2 separate regions of the Mus musculus genome follow, and region 1 is linked to region 2. The links are chromatin contacts, called in public promoter capture Hi-C maps. All regions are on one chromosome and are shown on one strand. The core of a region is the stretch at or near the end of the contact, and the rest is flanking DNA. Distances in the headings are between cores, read along the strand shown.

The links. Promoter capture Hi-C pulls out the DNA fragments that hold promoters and counts their contacts.
Region 1: a contact with region 2 is called in a promoter capture Hi-C map of pre-B cells. The contact joins the promoter of Ptp4a1 here to the promoter of Lmbrd1 in region 2. A contact is called at or near these places in 2 of 39 promoter capture datasets (cranial neural crest and pre-B cells) and 1 of 484 Hi-C or Micro-C datasets (CD4 T cells).

The regions. Positions count from the first base shown.
Region 1 is chr1:30,946,870-30,952,615 of GRCm38.p6, forward strand. It overlaps Ptp4a1 (protein tyrosine phosphatase 4a1), which reads right to left and starts at 2,886. Exons shown (of 6, transcript NM_011200.2): 1 at 2,680-2,886. It overlaps LOC115487084 (a long non-coding RNA gene), which reads left to right and starts at 3,002. Exons shown (of 1, transcript NR_164183.1): 1 at 3,002-4,469.
Region 2 is chr1:24,675,971-24,681,872 of GRCm38.p6, forward strand. Lmbrd1 (LMBR1 domain containing 1) reads left to right here and starts at 2,574. Exons shown (of 16, transcript NM_026719.2): 1 at 2,574-2,846. The coding sequence starts at 2,787.

The sequences.
Region 1 (5,746 bases), core at 1,636-4,135, 6.3 Mb after region 2:
TCACAGCTACATAGGAATTCCACTTACACATCTAGACACATGGATTTAATTAATTAGTCCGTCTCTCTTTACACTTTTATTCTGGCCCGAATTGTGTCTTCTATACTGCCTTAGCCTGCTGTTCATAGACACTACTCTAGACGCCATGTGGTCTGACGCTTGCAGAATTCACAGACAGTGATTTCAACTGCCCACTAGTTCTGATTTCATATTTTATGTTATTAAGCTACTGGGTTCAAAGTAAGGAGTATGGCTTTTCTTCCAAACAAAACAAAACAAAACAAAAACACTTTTAATGCAATTACCCCTTTACATTTTAGTCTCTAAAGTTTAAATTTGGGGGCCTGCCTTTTTGTATTTTGTAGCAGCTCCTTTACATTTAAGAATAGTGTAAGCACAGTTATAGCTTTAGGTAAAGCTTCTCAGTCTGCAATTGGCACTGTCACTAACCTCTGGAGTGAAGTGTGTGGGAGGGAGGGTGGGTTCCATCCCAATCGATCAGACTTAAACAAGACGCTAGGACTCATCAGTAGGGAGGCTGCCTAGAATGCCAGGCCATCTTGTTTCTATAAACCACATTGCACTGCAGGATAATTCTCTAAGTGAAACTGTAAGCAATCTCCTTCTTAAAAGATCCTAAGAATTTTTATGCCATCTCTTTGGATCAGATTGGCTCTTATAAATACGGACTTATGGACTTACTTAGATCTTCAAACATATCCTACTTAAGACAAGTTCAAATAAAATATACACAATATTATCTTTTTGCTATTTTAAAACTCCAATTCCACTTCTCTGCTGCAAAGCTAAAATCCAATTCAAATATGAAAAGAGGAAATCAAGACTTTCTAATGGTCTCAAACAATGTAACCATAACTATGATCATTGACAGATACATTTCCATAAGTTCCTCCTTAAAAAAGCTAAAGCAGATTGGTGCCAGCACCAACTAGTATATTCATAGTCATACGATACTTTTTCAGAGTCTATGCATAAAAGCCTTTCAGATAAACCCAATAGAAGTAAAATGGGAATTAACAAAACCCTTTAAGGTCTATCTACTCTAGGCAGTTTGTGGTGGAAAGAAAAGCAGTTGCACTTAGTAACAAGAACACTCAATGACAACCGTTGTCCTTCAGAGCAAACTACTCAAGTAAAATCTTGAAACAAAAAAACAAACAAACAAACAAAAAAATCAGTCAAAAATTCCCTGACTATTTTTATAGTGAAACAAAGGAACTAATCCCCCAAACTCTTATTTACTAGGAGGTACCACAAGCAAGACAACTTATTCCCGACACGTGCCCTCACAAAGTACATCTATTCAGTGCGTTAAAAAACCCAGTGTAAATTACCAGTAAAGATTAATACTTCAGAGAGCAGACTCCCTCCAATAATCTCAAAAATATTATTTATTTATATATATACATATATATATAAATACATACATATGTATATATATTGCATATATAAAAATCTTTTGCCCGTGTATATAAAATGGTCCTAAATTTTTTTCTTCCTTGTTTTTGTTAATTTGGCACTTTATTGAACATTCATACACAGGTCCGATATAGCTTTTAAAGAGTTCCATTAGGAAGCTGGAGGGCAGCAAGAAAAAAATTTTCCTGAACTGCTTTGAAATGAGTGGAGCCACCCAGTGGCTGGAGGACACTTCTGTTAAAACAGTGGAGACCACCGAAATCCTTCTTAATAATATCCTCCCACTCCCTCACAGGCAAAACCTCAACATGATAGGCAGCCAAGATACACGACGAGATCGTCCCATTTTAATTGCATGCACCATAAGCAAAAAAAAAAAAAAAAAAAAAAAAGGATCATTTGTGTGTGTGTATGTGTGTAGCATTAGCTTCAGTCTGTCAGACTCTAGAATCAAACCAGTCTGTGGGATCATCTGCTTTATCCAATTCTGTTCCAAATACACTCAGGTTTCAGGTAACGCGCCCAATCTAGCGCGTGTGCAAGCGCTGTTTCCTTCCGGGAACAGATCGCGATTTTCTGGTTTTCCAACCGTTTTAGCCGGCACGAAGCAAACAGCAAAATAATAATAATAATTAAAAAAAGCAAGCCAGGATAGGATTCATGACCCCTAAGCTCCGGAATCCAGACCTCTGGTCACCGCACAGACCGTTCCGACACCGTGGAAATTTCAGCTCGCCAGCGGTGGAATGGTGCAGGGCTGCTCGCTCAACAGGAGCCGCGCAGTTCTGCCCAGCAGCTCCTGTTGCTCCAGCCCAAGAGCGGACCGCCCCACGCGCAGCCCGCCTCGGGGCCGAGTCAGAGTCCCCCTCCGCCGACCGGGTCGCCACTACCGAAGCCCGGCGGCGATCGGCAAGCCCGGGCTTGAGCGGCGCGCACAGTCGCGAGGTCCGCAATCACGGGTTCACGGTGGCGAGCGCGGGCGGCCACCGAGGCCATCTTGGGAGGCCCCGGGCGCCCGGTCCCGGTCCCCCCGCAGCCCCGCCCCGCCCCGGCCACGTCCACGACGCCCGCGCGGCTTCTCGGAACAAAGGCCGCAGGGTGGCACGCGCACAAAGCCGCTGGGCTGCCCTGCCGGTCGCTCCGGGTCCGGGCCCCGCCGCCGGCGTTTCGGTCGCCCGGCCACCCTCCTTTCCCTCCTCGGTCGCTCGCTCTAACAAAGGCCGGGCCCGCGGTACTCACAGGAATATGTCTACTCATTGAAGATTGTGGCCTAATCATACAGCCGGTCCCGAGGCGGCGCAGGCGGCGGCGGCAGGGCAGGCGGCGGTGGGCGTCGCGGGGCGGCGGCGGGGATGCAGGCGGCGGGGGCACCAGACGACCATGCAGTGAGCTGCCCGAGGAGCGTCGCCGAGCCGGCCGCAGCCCAGAGCCAATGCGCGCGCCCAGGCGCCCCTGCGTCACAAGTCCGCCCCTTTATAGCCGGCGCGACGTGCGCACAGGCGGCAGCCAATCACGGCGCGGGACGCCTGCGGCTCGAGGCGGGGCCCGGGACGCAGACGTCACTCGGGGCAGCCGCCACCGGTGCGAACCGGTTGATGAATGGCGCGGTGTGCTGGCTGGTCCTCGCCACCAAACGCTCCGGTCGCTAGAGCCGCGAGTTCGCCTCAACTTGGAACGCCTCTCCGGCGGGCGGAACCCTGTAGCCCGAGGCCATAGCTCTGTCGCGCTGGCCAACGGTTTACCTTGGCCCTTGCGCCCGGGGATCTCCGTCATCACTCCATATTGATGTCGCATGACCGCTGGGCGGCTGACTCACCGCTCCAGAGCCCGGCCCTAGTCTGGGACTAGGGATTCTCGTCACCACGGGCACTTCCACGTGTGGGAAGGCTCTCCGCAGAGATTAGCCGGTGGAACCCAGGAAATGTCCCTATTTTTTTTTTTTTTTTTCTTTCGAGGCACGTGAAGCCTAGTTGCTTCCTAGCCTTTCTTCTTCTCCCCCCACCCCCTTTCTTTTTAGGTTACACCCCTAAACTGCTGATTCTGGCAACTGCAGTTGGCTCGTTTGTGGCATTTCGAAATCACATGCATCCTTTGTACTGCTGCTCATTCTCAGATAATGAAAGGTTAGCTTTTGCTAAGGGGAAGCTTTTTTTTTTTCTTTTTCTTTTTAAATTAAGAATCTTCGGCTTTATCAAGGGCTGATGTAAGTTTTTGCGTCAAAAGCTAAGCTTTCCCCTTTTGTTGATCTTCAGTCCTGTTCCAGTGTCCTTTTAATCTAGGCTTCTAAGTGAAGCCTGAGTGCAGCTGTTTCTGATCATACAAGGGCAGCTTTTATCTGAAAACCCTTTCTGCTCGCTTGTCTAGGACAGGTAAACAGGACCTTTACCTGCTTTGGAGAACTCAGCTTTCCAATAACACTGAGGCCTTTTGTTCCCTGTTTTTCTGCACATTAGGCCGGAGAAATCATAAGTTGTGCTCTCTCTTATTGTGTACCGAATTTTGTGATTTATTAGCACTTCTATTTAGAGACTTCCTTGCATAGTTACTTAAATGTCTTATAAACATGCAATCTGTAAGCAACGTAAGTACATTAAAAAAAGGGGGGGGCAGACCTTTAATAACAGCAACAACAACAACAAAAAGCAACTCATCGTCATTAAAAATTGCTTGGCCAGGGATCCATTTAAAGTCAAGAACTTGAAGCATAGATCCCTTCACAAATAGAGGTAAAGTGAGGTAACAATTAAATTATGTAAGTCCTAAGAAAATGCAGGGAGATTAAAAGAAAAGTCTTTGAACAGTAAAGTGAAGTTGAGCAGACCAGGAAACTCAACCGAAGACAGATTGAGTATTACAGAACTAAAACCTTTCATATGACCAGTGACTTTGGGTAAGTGTTACTTAAGCTTTGGAAAAACATGGGCAGAATAATTAGTGACTAGCTTGGCCAACTTGTATTAATAACATACTTAGGCATATTAAATCTGCCTCCCCTATTCCAAAGGTTGGTCAACACTGTAAAACAAAAATAATGACACCTTTTCCAAAGGGGAATTTGGTGAGCTAAAATAACTGAGCAAATAGCAAGCAAAGGTAAATCAGTGTCTTGGTTTCCTTGTAGAACTCGTGATGCAAATTGTGAGCTGTGTAATCCACAGATCCCGTAATTGCTGACGATATTTGCTGATGTATGGTACTTGGTTAGCTGTCCTCATTGAGCCCTAGAAGATTGGCTTCTGCTCTCAGGAAGGGGAATTGTCTCCACCGGGATTATCCTTTTATAAGGAATTATCACCCAGTCCTATTTTGGAAAGGGACAGATTTCCATCCTTTGCTGCTGAAAGAATGTATCTTAAACCAGATATAAACTTGTTGGTCAGTCCACTCAATTCTCACAAGGCAGTCAGAGTCTCTTTGGCAGCTGCTGTTACTTGGTGTCTTGGGCTGGTTTCTTTGTTTGCTGAGGGTGTCTGTTCTAGTCATTGAATAGTTGGAAGCTGATCCCAGGAGTAAGTATCCCAACATTGAGCAAGGAGATCCCTGTGGACCAAGTCAATAGGACTTACCCACTTGTGGTTGGCACATTAAGCACCTCTATTTAACAGACTTTAAAAGAAGAAAACAACCTTGAAAATCTAGTGATTAGACTCCAGAAATCCTAAGTGGAAGGGAACCACTTTTGCCAAACAAGATGGCCACTTGAAGCTCCTTAATAAAACCTGTCCTTGGAGCTTTTATCAGCATATGCTAAGTATCAAAAACATTACCTAGAAGATAAGCAATGCAGGGAAGGTCACCACGGAAGATTAAAGGCCTCAGAAGGCAACAGATCAAATCCGAATGAGAATAGAGAATCTTTTAAGCACAGCACATCTGTAAACAATGATTCTGTTTATGCCAAGTGTATAAAGAGATTTCACTCTCAGAATCCTTGGATTATATGGGGCCATAAAAGCCCCACCAAAGGATTACATTTACATAGCAAAATGATATTGTTGCACAGAAAGATCACAAGTGACATTATCAACTGGGGACCACCAAATAATGTATATGTGGACTAAGTATATTTGGTATGGGCAAGTAACCAGATAGCTAGAGCTGGGTAGCAGTGTAGATACTTGGGCAGAGCTCCCATTACCATGCTTAAGAAAGGTTTTAGCAAAACTGGGCATACAGCAATGGCCACTGTCACTATTGCTTAGGATAGCAATAAAACCTAAAAACTAAAACATCCTATGGGTAAATCTTTTTTTTTTTTTTTTTTTTTTTTTTTTTTTTTTTGGGGTCAGGCTGGGTCTAGTTATAC
Region 2 (5,902 bases), core at 1,324-3,823:
ATGAAAATTAGGCCACCAAAGGCATGACCTTTGAGAGGTGTCTTAGTTAGAGTTTCATTGCTGTGAAGAGATACCGCAGCGACTCTTATAAAAAAAAACACTAAATTGGGGCTGGCTTCCAGTTTCAGAGGTTTAGCCCATTATCATCATGGTGGGAAGCATGGCAGTACGCAGGCAGAGATAATGCTGGAGGAGCTGAGGGTTTTACATCTTGATCCACGCAGGCAGCAAAATGAGACTGGGAGCCCCAGTGGGTGTAGCTTGAGCATAGGAGACCTCAAAGCCCCTCCCCCACACAATACATCACACTTCCTCCAACAAGGCTACACCTACTCCAACAAGGCCACACCTCCTAACAGTGTCACTCCCTATGGGCCCAGCAAGCATTCAAACACATGAGTTTATTGGAGCCATATCTATTTAAACCTGTGGGGAAAGCCTGCAAATGAAAGGGATAGTCTACCATGTCGGGTCGGGATAGCTCCTCTGATCTCCACACAAAATGGAAGACTTCCTTCACCAGCAAGGCTTCCCTTTCTGGAACCTTGTCTGAGGAATCCAGTTTCTCTCATCTTCTACCTCTCTCTCTCTCTCTCTCTCTCTCTCTCTTTCTCTCTGCTCATATATAGTCCTTCTCTGCCCTGAATAAAGTGTACGCATACAAGCCCTCCCTGAAGAAAGGTATGTACACAAGCTAAGATGGTCTAAGAGAGCTATTCATCAAAATCCTTGGAGAAGGCCTTCTCCCTGGCACCTGCTCACACTAGACTGGAGTCCTGTAGACCCCACTGGTTCCGAATGCTGCTTCATCCTTCAAACCTGGTGTGTATCAGCTGTGTCTGGATACTTTAGAGAGGAAACAGAGGAGGTAGAACTACAAAACCACCACAAGTGGACTCAGTCGCTTCCTCTATTTTTGTTCTTCAGCTGCCATGAGGTAAAGTTTTTCTCTACCACACAGTCTTACATAATATACCATGTAAGACACCATGAGTCAAAGCAATAGATTGGATAACCATGGGTTCTAACCTCTGAAATCATAAACCATAATAAGACTTATAAATTGATTATCTCAAGTACTTTCACTTAGTGATGGACAACTGCCTAATGGAAGAGGTCTCAAGGAACCTATTTGAAAATGGACATAATACTACGATATAGAGAAAGGTGTTGTCTGATTCATACCAATGTGGAATGGGATCTGAATCCTATGGAAATATGCAAAAGTAAGTTATTTGTTCCATGGCAGAATTAGGGAAATGCAGCTTCAGGAGGAACAGCTTGTGCTCACAAAATTACTGATTATGTGATCGTTTTCAAAGAGGATTTGGGCCATTGAAGACAACAGGGATGACTGGTCTCAGGTGGTTTTTGATATCTCCTCTAACCAGCAAGCCTACTACAGAAGGGTTAAAAGGCATTGGCTCAAGAAGTAAAGCACAAGCATGACTTGTTGGTGATGCACTTGGGGACACACATGAGATCTCAGAGACGGACACACACTTCCACCAGAGAGTTTCTGATGGGACCGGTTCATATAAAACACATTCTGTTTCCACTTTCTTCTCATTTCGACACTTCTACCCAACCCTTAACTACTGCAGACTTCCAGTCAGAAATAAGACCAAGGTGAGTAATAATATCACAGCAGAATAAACTATAGCGACGATGGAGTTCATCCATAAACTGTTTTGACTGCATCCTAAGTGTCTTAGTGTCCTAAGGATGGAAGTGTTTATTGGGTTCACAGTGCAAGGTTTCAGCGCATTGTTGTGGTGATGTTATAGACAGCAGGAACTAGAGGTGGCTACTCACATCCAAGGTCAAGCGCACACAGCAATGAGTTATGCACGCATGCTAAGTAAGTCTTCAGTTCTGGTCCAGGGATGTGGAAATGTTACCACCCACATTCAGGGTGGGGCTTCTCACCTCAGCCCAATTAAAGGAAAAAATCCCTCACAAGCCCACAGGACAATGTATTCGAGACAATTTGTCACTGAGTCTTCCGAGATGGTTCTGCATTGTATCAAGCCCACAGACAAACGTCCACAATCAAAACTAAATATCACGCCGGGGTTTGTTTATTCAATTTAAATACACACTAATACACCACGGGACCCAGGCAAGCATCCCAGGTTTTCCCTCAGCTTCACATAAGATTTACAACAATCTCTGTTTTGTTCACTTGAGCATATTATTAGCACCTACAGTTCATAGACTCGGACATTTTAATTGTATGAAACCATCATGGAAATTCACAGGTACGCGCAGATGGAAAAAACAAAACAAAACGAAACATCACGTGGTAGCACAGTGCCGTCAAGCAATGACGTGACCTGGTCATCAGCAAATTATAAAGTCATCTGGGCAGATGACATTCTTTTATTCTGAGTCATTCCTGCACCAGGATGACTTCTGATTGCATAATGGGATCAAAACCTTGTTTTTGGAAGCAATGAAAACCCGTAATGTCACTCTACATTCAGAGGCACAGACACAGCCCTGCCTCCGTAAAGCTCCTAGAGTGCCAGCAAGATCAAGTGGCACGCAGGCCGCGCGTGGGCGGGCAGCGTGGTGACGTCACGGTGCGTCGGGTGCGCCCCGCCTCGGCTCGGCTGGTCGCCAGGGGACGCTCGCGGGCCGGGTCTCCTTGGCAACCCTCCGCTCTGCCCCTCCGCCCCTTTAACCTTTAGGCTGCGCAGTTCCGGGTCCCTCTTCGTTCCGTCCCGTCCCGTCCCGTGCCTTCCCTCCCCACCCCTTTGGGCTTATCCGGACCGGAAGCGAAGATGGCGGCGGCGGCGGCCGAGCTGGTGATCGGCTGGTGCATCTTCGGCCTCTTGCTCCTGGTAGGGGAGGCGCTCCGAGTTCTCCCAGGGTGAGGGGGTGGGAGGAGGAGGAGGGCGGGCCAGCGCTGGCCTCGCCTGTCGGGGACCCTCCTCGCCCGCCCTGCTCTCTGCTGGGTCCGCGAGGGTCTCCGGAGGAAGGCGAAGAGGCGCTGATCCTCCGCGGTCTCCTTCCTAACTTCAGCCAGCTTCTGTCTCTTGTCTGAGAATGTAGCTGGCGGGTGAGTTTGGGGACGAGCGACCCTCGGGGTGGAGAAAGGCGTGATCACGGCTTGAATTGGAGTCCTCACCGCCTCTGGGCCAGGCTTCTGGGCTCTGACAGAATCAATTGTTTATTTGTTTAAATGCCTCCTTCCCCCCCCGCCCCCCCTTGTTTCCCCGCGCCCATTGTGCGATTCTGCCTTGATGACGTGAGTGTCACGTTCTAGGTATTACATTCCACTTAGAACGCTGTAGAGCCGCTTGGCCAGGCGGGAGGTTATTACCTGTCTGACCTCAGGTGCCTTCTTTTCCAGACTTCTCTGATCATTGGGTGCACAAAACCCAACTGTAGTGACTCAGAGTGACCTGGTTGTTACTTTCTGACTTCGTTTAGTTTGCTTCTCTTATGACATTTCATATTGTCAAATCCTTCCCCACTCTACAAAGACTTCAGTCCTATGGTCAGTTAGTGTTTGCATTTTGAAACTCGTCCGATGTGTTTCAGATTCCCTATACTGACCCTTGGGTAGTTTGTTCAGGTAGTCAAGTTTTTCAGTTTTTCATCAGGTAGCGCGCGCACGCGCGCACACACACACACACACAGAGATACAGACACACACACAGACACACACACGCACACGACACTTGCCTTGCATGTTCAGGAACCCTAAATTCAGTCTTAGTACTGGCATGCTCCCTTCACTTTAACAAATCCCATTGCCCTGGGCCATGCTTAGCTTGTGTCCTGGAGGGAGGCTATCTAGCCCTGTACTAGGAGAGAATTCACTGGCTTTCCCAGCCCATATGTTTAGTGAAAAATAAGCATGTTACCAGCAGGAACGTAGAGTTGGAGTATCTTGATTAATGAAAAAGCATTTAAAGCACAGTAGTTTTACTGTGGATACAGTAGTTTTATCTAGGAGGATACAAACAAAATAATAAGTGGCTTTTTAAGAGGGGGCTGATCATAAGTTAGGAAATAGAGATCTTAAGCATTGAAAGAGAAAATATGATTTTATAAGGGAAATAGGACTTGGGAGAGGATACTGTTGGAAGAAAGTGCCAGTGGAAAAGTAGCCTTTGGATAGTTTGTGGCCTTGAATCAGGAACAACCCGGCAGTAGAGAAGTACTGTTGCGAGGTGCAAAATGTGATTTACTAAAAATTAAACGGACAGTGGTGGCACACGCCTTTAATCCCAGCACTTGGGAGTCAGAGGCAGGTGGATTTCTGAGTTCAAGGCCAGCCTGGTCTACAGAGTGAGTTCCAGGACAGCCACAGATACACAGAGAAACTCTGTCTCAAAAAACAAACAAAACAAAAAACAACAACAAAAACCCCCAAACAAACAAAAATTACTGTCAGTCTGTTTAGTGCTTGGCTTATTAGAAAGGAGCTGTATTCATGTCTGCTTTTCGTTCTGTCTTCAAGAAAGTTATTTTGGTTGAAGTGTGTGTACAAAACCTAGTCAGAAGTAGAGGACTGTTTTGGTAGCTGGAGATGTTCTTTGTGATTGCACCAAAAGCTAGCACATACCAGTTTCTTCAGGTTCTGTGGCAGTGTGCAATCTAAAACCGAGAGCGTTGTCTTCCCTTACGTTCAAGGCCATGAGTCCGACTAAGTGCTGAGGGGAGCTTTTGCCCATTCCTGGCTCTGTTTTGTGATCTCTGTTTGCTACTTAGGAGCTAGTGGTAACTCGCAGTTCATCTCCTAAATATGGATATACTGAATTAGGCAGCATCATATATTACACTTATTAAACACAGATCTGGTCAGAAATGTCCTGAGAAGTCCTAAGTATTGAAAAGTTGTCAAGCTCACACTACTGTGTTCAAGCTTTCCAAGTTTCTAAATGTCACTCAAAAGCTTGAGGTTTTAAATTACACTTTAGGGCTGGAGAGATGGCTCAGCAGTTAAGAGCGCTGACTGCTCTTCCAGAGGTCCTGAGTTCAATTCCCAGCAACCACATGGTGGCTCACAACCATCTGTAATGAGGACCCGATGCCCTCTTCTGGTGTCTCTGAGGACAGCGATAGTGTGCTCACATACATGAAATAAATAAATCAATCTTTAAAAAATATATGTTAAATTACACTTTATTCATTTGTATGGTTTGTATGTGTGTTGTTCCTGGGGCTGGGGTGGAGTCAGTGCAGGTGTGTGTGTGCATGTGTTCATGCATGAGAGAGTGCACCGCAATGTGTGGGTGGAGGCCAGAGGACAACTTCCTTCTATTTATGGGTCTTGGGAACAAGCTCAGCTCTGACACCAACATCTATGCTGGTTAAACCCTCTGTAGGTTTTGTAAGTGATATTTCATTTTTGTTCATTTGAGAAGTACCACTAAAAACCAAAGTCTAAGTCACTTTAGTTTCAGTTGTTTTTTCAAATAAAGAATGCTGTTGTGTCAGGAAGATTGGCTTTCAGCTCTAAGAGTTTTAAGGAACCTTGTCTGGTAACCACCATCATACTTTGCTATAGAGTGGGACATTATACGTCCTTTTTTATTTTATTTTTTTAAGATTTATTTATTTATTATATGTAAGTGCACTGTAGCTGTCTTCAGATGTACCAGAAGAGGGCGTCAGATCTCATTACAGGTGGCTGTGAACCACCATGTGATTGCTGGGATTTCAACTCAGGACCTCTGGAAGAGTAGTTAGTGCTCTTAACCTCTGAGCCATCTCTCCAGCCCCTATACGTCCTTTTTTATCTTACCGAACAGAGGTCAAAACTTACAGGTTGAAATTTAATAAAATGAATTTTTATTGTTTCATCAAACAAAGTAATAAGTAGTTGTGTTGTTGTATTTGTGTGTAGTGGTGAAGAATGCAAAAGCAAGGACAGTTAGGGTCTTGT